2 separate regions of the Gossypium hirsutum genome follow, and region 1 is linked to region 2. A link is a contact called in public Hi-C data. All regions are on one chromosome and are shown on one strand. Each heading gives the region's core, a stretch centred on a gene start, on an enhancer-like site or on the middle of the called end of the contact. The rest is flanking DNA. Distances are from core to core; before and after follow the strand shown. Region 1 holds the start of LOC107896654 (auxin response factor 1). Region 2 holds the start of LOC107896662 (zinc finger protein 830).

Evidence for each region. Hi-C and Micro-C count contacts between places; a contact is called where the count stands out from the background.
Region 1: a Hi-C map of leaf shows a contact between it and region 2, with 4 times the contacts expected there. The contact joins the promoter of LOC107896654 here to the promoter of LOC107896662 in region 2. A contact is called at or near these places in 2 of 34 Hi-C or Micro-C datasets (both in leaf).

The regions. Positions count from the first base shown.
Region 1 is chrA10:93,376,430-93,379,907 of Gossypium_hirsutum_v2.1, reverse strand. It overlaps LOC107896654 (auxin response factor 1), which reads right to left and starts at 1,944. Exons shown (of 16, transcript NM_001399833.1): 1 at 1,793-1,944; 2 at 1,644-1,665; 3 at 889-985; 4 at 635-741; 5 at 1-11. The coding sequence starts at 934.
Region 2 is chrA10:93,049,927-93,053,199 of Gossypium_hirsutum_v2.1, reverse strand. LOC107896662 (zinc finger protein 830) reads right to left here and starts at 1,876. Exons shown (of 9, transcript XM_016821880.2): 1 at 1,577-1,876; 2 at 1,102-1,204; 3 at 437-536. The coding sequence starts at 1,190.

The sequences.
Region 1 (3,478 bases), core at 695-3,194, 330 kb before region 2:
GATGCCTCAAGCTGTACATAAAGAATAAAAAGAAACAAAAAGTTAGATACTAGAGATTAATAGAATGAACATTGTGTCAAGTTAAAAACTTACACCTAAAATTTGATAATTAATGACTGATCATACAGGAAAGAAGTCTTCAATCAGAAAAGCATTGTAAATAATCTTGAAAATATGTAACAAACACAAACTTGACAGTAAACATTATGAAATGCAGATGAGATATTGTGATCTTATTGAATGGTATACATTCTCAAAAGAAATTATATCTTTCTATAAACCTTCTATAATTCATTGTATCATATGAATTGTTACCAATCCTCAAATATGATTGACAACATATATTAATAATGTTTCAAGACACTGCATATGACCTTTTCATATTTTTACTTGCACATACTATTATCAGTGACTCACCAAAAAGAGAGCAAGAAGCAAGTGCTTACAAGTACCACACGATAACTGCATTAACTAATATAGAATGTTCAAAACAAGAACACTATGAAAAAGGTTCACAAACCAATCCAACCAACATTTTAAGAACACGTCAAAGTGGACTATCGCCTTAAATTTCGAAAAATAATCAATATCAAAAAGATATCAGATTCAAAAATTTACAGTACAGTAGACATACTTGTTCCATGTGACCTTGTGGGAAGTAATAAACACGCTCCCCAACACGAGGAAGTGTGACAAGAGGTCCAGCACAGGCATGCCATAGTTCACGATATAAAGGATCATCTGTGATCACATAAAAGAGATAGGGAAGAAAAAATTTAAGAAAAAGTAATAAGTCACCGTAATATCTTGTGATACCAAGAAACTAAATTTCAGTTTGACACATTTAAAACTTAGGAAAATATGTAGACCATGTAAAAATACACAAACCTGCTTGTTGTTCAGCAGATGGAATTTCTGATGCCGGAAAAGCCATAGAAACGCCCTCCAAAAGAAACCAGCAGAAAGCAATCACTCAATGGAAACCCTGTGCTGAAGATTGGTTGTATTAAAGGATACAACACTGAATTTATAGAAGTAAACATGTAAATATAGTGCAAAACCATTAATTAAGATTGCATTTACAATTGAGGTTACATTATTGTTCGTTCTGATTATCCTACAAAGCTGACTGATCAAAACCCTTAATTACTAATTGCTACCTCTGTGTCAGTCTACCTCTACCCTATTTTGAGCCTTATAGGAACCCGAATATTAACAAGTCCCTACAACAACGAAATGGACCAACAAAAATGAAAAGTGAAAAGAAACCCAACAATTCTAATGATCCAAACTGCTGTTTACAATATAAATAAATAAATTCAATGACTCTAAAGACCCGGCGATTCTGCAATTACAGAAATCACAATCTTCGCACATACGTATCACATATGTGAGAAAGATAGAAAAGAATGAAAAAAATGAGCTGAGATCTGATAAAAAGGGTCTAATTATATATTTTATTTCTCAAAATATATATATATAAAAGAGGAATAGTGAACAAAACTAATTGGTGACCAGTAAGCAAAATTTTCAGTCAACAAGTGCAACAGAAAATTAGCATTTCTTCCCCTATTTTCTTCCATTTCTGAGCAATCAAAGTACCCCCAAAAATTTACTAATTTGAAGAGGGGAAAATAACTTACCTTTGAGTGCTCTCTGTTCAATCTGGAGGATCCAAAGAAACAAAAATTAGGCTTGAAAACACAAAGCAGATCCAAAAAAAAAATATACAAAGTAATTGAAAAGAAAAAAAAAATAGAAACAAAAGGAAGAAGAAAGGAGGGAGGCGAACAGTGTAAATAAGTTTGTTTGCGTCAATGTTCGGTCGAAGCCGACAAGAGCTCTTTTGGCTATGGCTGCCTCTTTTTCTGTTCTTTTTCTTACACACAAACACTCTCTCTCTAGGTTTTTTCTTTTGTTTTTAGCCCTTATTTCTTCCTCTCTCTTCTAAATACACCTATAAAAAATTTAAAAGAAATCCCCATTATTATTTTTATCTTTCTATTATCATAAATAAATATAGATTTAGTCTTTTTCCCACTATTTTATATCATTGACTTAAATTTATGAATATTATTATATGTTTTCTGAAAAATAAACATAATGTTTTTAATTTATTGAAATAATATTTTTTATCTATAAAACTAATTTTATTTAAATTTCATAATAACTAAATCATGTTAAAATAAAAAAAATTAGGACTCATTGAAATTGAATGCTTATGTCAGAAACAAAAATATTACAAAATAATAATATATTACATAATTATCTATTTTTTTAAAAAATTTATATGTCAAAACTCAATAAAATTAGTTTCATAATTAGATGTGTATGTGAAGTATTTTGGTCTGAATTTATTTTATGCCACTTATTTTGAAAACATATTGAAATATACAAGTATATTAATATTTATATTTTAAAACTACATATTTATTAATAAATAGTCAAATCAGAATTAGATAAATAGACTCACTCCGATACTTCTTCTTTTTTTTTTTTACAAATTCAACCTTAACTATCGATTTTCTTCTTTGTATTCAACCTTAACTATAGAAGGTTGTTTTGTTTTTTTCTTTTTTTTTATTTTTTTCTAAAAAAATTTAGATTTACAGTCTACATTCAAGATTTGTGACTGATCCTCTCATTAATATCTTTTTCAAGATTCGAACTTGAATTATCCTTTTAAGAGTGCAATATGTATTAGCATTACACTCAACTATTTATTGGTGTTAACCTTTTAATTTCGAACGAAGAATAAAATGACTTTTAGTCTAAACTGCTATTTAATAATATGAAGTTAGAAAGAGTGATACACCTGATAGAGATTTATTTTGAAATTTTAAGATAAAACCAATCATATTTACTGAATAAAATATAAATTAATTTCAAATTTTTTACTAATACTAATTAAGAGGAACAAAAAAATATATAAAAACTAGAGTTGAATATTAGAATATTTAAATTATTGAAGTGGAATTGAAAAAGAATTTACTATGTAAATGAGATTTATAGAAGTAATGGGGGCAGGCAGGCGTGCCCTGAAATTCCTACAGGCAGCATCTTTGGGCTGGCTGTCCCTTAGTTCACGTCACGCACAACAATTTCCCTCATTAATTAAAAGCTACCCTGCTTGCCTTACCTACGTATCTTATCTTAATTAATTACTTCTTTATTATTATTATTTAATTAATCATCTGTTTTTTTAGTGCAATTAATCATGCTTTGTACGTTTTGTGACATTAATTAATCCTTAATAATTCTTTCACCTTTGACTTTGCCTTCACTTATCAGTATCATAAACAAAAGGAAATTAAACAATAATTGGTGCCACTGCTCTAACCCTGTAACTAGTAGATTTGGGTTTTTTTTTTGTTTTTTTTAAATATATATAAATTTTAAAAAATATATTTAGGTTCATCCATAGTTATATTATATCATGATAAAATTCAAAATCGAGTCTGATCAGGCTCGTAAATAA
Region 2 (3,273 bases), core at 627-3,126:
ATATGCCGTAAGACTGAGGAGGCAAATAAACAGAGCATGTTATAGCTTTAATGTACTCAAAAGTTTTCCTCAACCTTGCAGAGGTACACAATATATTGGCAATAAAAAATCAAACTCAGCTAATCCAACAAAAGTACTTCCTTAAACTTCAAAGATTATAAGAAAAGAACATGGCATATATATTTCAAAGCAAGAAAAAGTAGTATCAACATTCTTCGTTAACGTTGTAGCATTCTCACCACACTCCATAAACCATCTTATGGTCAACTATCTCCAAGACCTAATCAATTACCTAAAGACTGCTCCCAAAGGCACTCAGCATCATCGAACATGCCTGGTGAGTTCTCACATTAGCATTATAACAGCATTTTGAACCTACCTTAGGCAGAGAGTTTTTGTCAAGATTCTGAGGGTCATACAGGGAAACAGACATTACCTCATGATGTTTACGAGAAGCTTGGTGTGCATCCCAATGGGATACAGATTTCAAAACGACATCACAAACCCGGCAGACAGGTTGGTCAGATTCATTGTAACTGCATGTGGAAAAGCAAAGAAAGAGAAATTACAGTCAAAAAACAAAACATAACTAATTTAAGTATTATATAGCAACCAACTTTAGAAGATGAAAATCAAAACCACCATTAACACTCTATATATAGAACAATGAGGCAGATTTAAAGAAATTATACCAAAAGAAGTACCAATTAAAATTATGTTTTCATCCGTTCACATTGTACACTTAATAGACAATGACAAGTATAGACTTTATACAAGCCTCCAAAAACTTAGAAGCAACATCCTCAAGAAAAAAAAAGATCTAATTTTAGAACATAACCATGAAAATAATCATAACATTTGAGAGTCATTTCAAGAAGCAAGAAGAAATCCAATGCAAGCGTGACAAAATTTTCCCCACAGAAAATTACCCCTTACCCCAAGTTCCAGAAGGATATATTTCGGACCAATCCTTTAGAAAACAGACATTGAAAAGCAAAAAATATATATTACAAGAAAAAAAAACAAAATAGAAAAGCATTGCCAGGACATAATATTTTCATTTCATGGCTAAAGTATATTGTAATAAAGTGATAAATTTACCTGATAAGGGGAGAATCTATGCGCTTCTCCTTCTTTTGTGCATTCAATTTGGCGCGAAACAACGCCTTGTTCCTCCCTTGGGCATCCATTTCCTCTTTACAACCTTAACAATGAATAAAACAAATTCTTCTAAAAAATCGCAAATAATTGCTTCTTGAGTAAATAAATTTGTATAATCAGCGTTATAAAAGGCTTAGATTATAAAAAATTCACAACAATATAGAGAAAACAAGAAATAAAAAGGCTAAATTACAAGGTTAAAATTAATGCTTTAATAACCCACCGATACACTGCCCTATTAAATTTCCAAAAAGTATTCATAAAATTAAAGAGAAAACAGAGTGACGGGGACAAATCAGAAATATGTAGAAAAGGAAAATATAAGACCAAATAATACAAAGAAATAAACAAGTAAATTCTGAAAGACAACTGAAAATTTAATATATATATATATAATACAATGAAGTAACAGTACCTGGCCTCTTGAACAGTTGGAAATTGGATTATACGTAAGACGAAGACGCAAGTTACGCGTGAAAGAAAAAGGGAGAAGAAGAAGTGGTCGCAAATCGAGAGAGAAGAGAGAGCTGCAGTTTCCTTTTCCCGGTAGAAAGCCAAAAAGTAAAGGAGAAAAAGGTCGTAACCTAATGTAGAAACACCAACGTCCTCTACTGTAGAAACCGGAACAAACCGACCAGGGACGGGTTGAACCGGAAACAAGCAAGTATATTGGTTCGAATAGAGTCATCAAATTGATTTTTGAGGGGTAAAGTATAAAAATGGTGACCAAATTATTGATTTTATTCTATTTTTATCATTTAATTATTTTTATTTTTATTTAATAAATTAAATATTTTTGTCATTATTATATAAGTGATGAGAGGTTGATGTTAGTTTTTTATTCGTCTAATAATAGAATTAATCCTTACATATTTTATTAATTTAATTTTAAATATAATAAATTTAATAAATTTAATTTTTAATATTCATAAAATTCGTAATTTTAATTTAAATTCTACTAAATTCAATAAATTTAGCTCTCAATATTTATAAAAAAATAAATCTTGAATTCTAAAAAATTTATAAATTTTGTGAATTTAACCCTTTTAAAGAAAAAATCAGCATTTAATAAAGTTTTTTTATATTTAATAATAAATTTAACCCTTTAATATTTATTTTAAATATAAAAATTTTCAAACTCCAGCTCCAGCAGCAGCCCCAGCAGCAGCCCCAGCAGCATCTCCGGCCCCTCACCACTAGCACTGCCCTCAGCTCCCCTTGCTAAAACTAGCAGTTCATCTCATCCTTCCCTCAAATGTCCTATTTCTGTTCTGCCATTTTTTTTTTCTTTTTATAGTGAAAAAAGTAGGTTGCAGATTTGAGCCTAATTATCACAAGCTTTCAAGTACCAAGTATTCATAACGCCATTCATTAGCAACAACCACGTCCCTGGAGGCGGCCATTCAAGCACCAGGAATTCATGCCCATGCCCCTGGAGTCGGCCATTTCTTTTGTTCCCATTTTTCTCTAACTTCAATTGTAACAGCAATGAACCCCAAAAATTTGTGGTAGATAGATTAAAATGGTGGTTTATTAAAATAAAAAATTTGTTTAATGTAATTACATTTTTATTGAAAAATTAATCTTATAAGCCCAAATTACTTTATTTTATGTAAGGTTCGGATTGAATAAAATGTCAATATACTTCAAGGTCGAGTTGAACTAAGTAAAGATAATTTTTAAAAGCCTATTATCTAGGTTCAACTCAAATTTGTCTGAACTCGGCCCATAAATATTGAGGGCTAAACTTATTAATTTTTTTAAAATTTGAACTAAGATACAAATTTTGTGAACATTAAAGCTAAATTTATTAAATTTTTTATTTAAGATCAAATTAATAGAATATGTAAATATTAAAGAGTTAAATTTATTATTAGACTAATAAAAAAACTTAATTTCAATTAGTTCTGGAATTTACTCTTAAAATAATTAATAACTATTATATAGTATTTCATTAAAAAAAATAAATTGACATAACATGTTTAAGTTACTTTTACAATTTTAAATACAAATTATTTATTTTTGTATCATAAAAATTAAAAATAATTAGGTAAGTAGTGAGTAATTGAGATGAATCCATCATAATTAAAGACCCTGGGGGACTGAATTCCG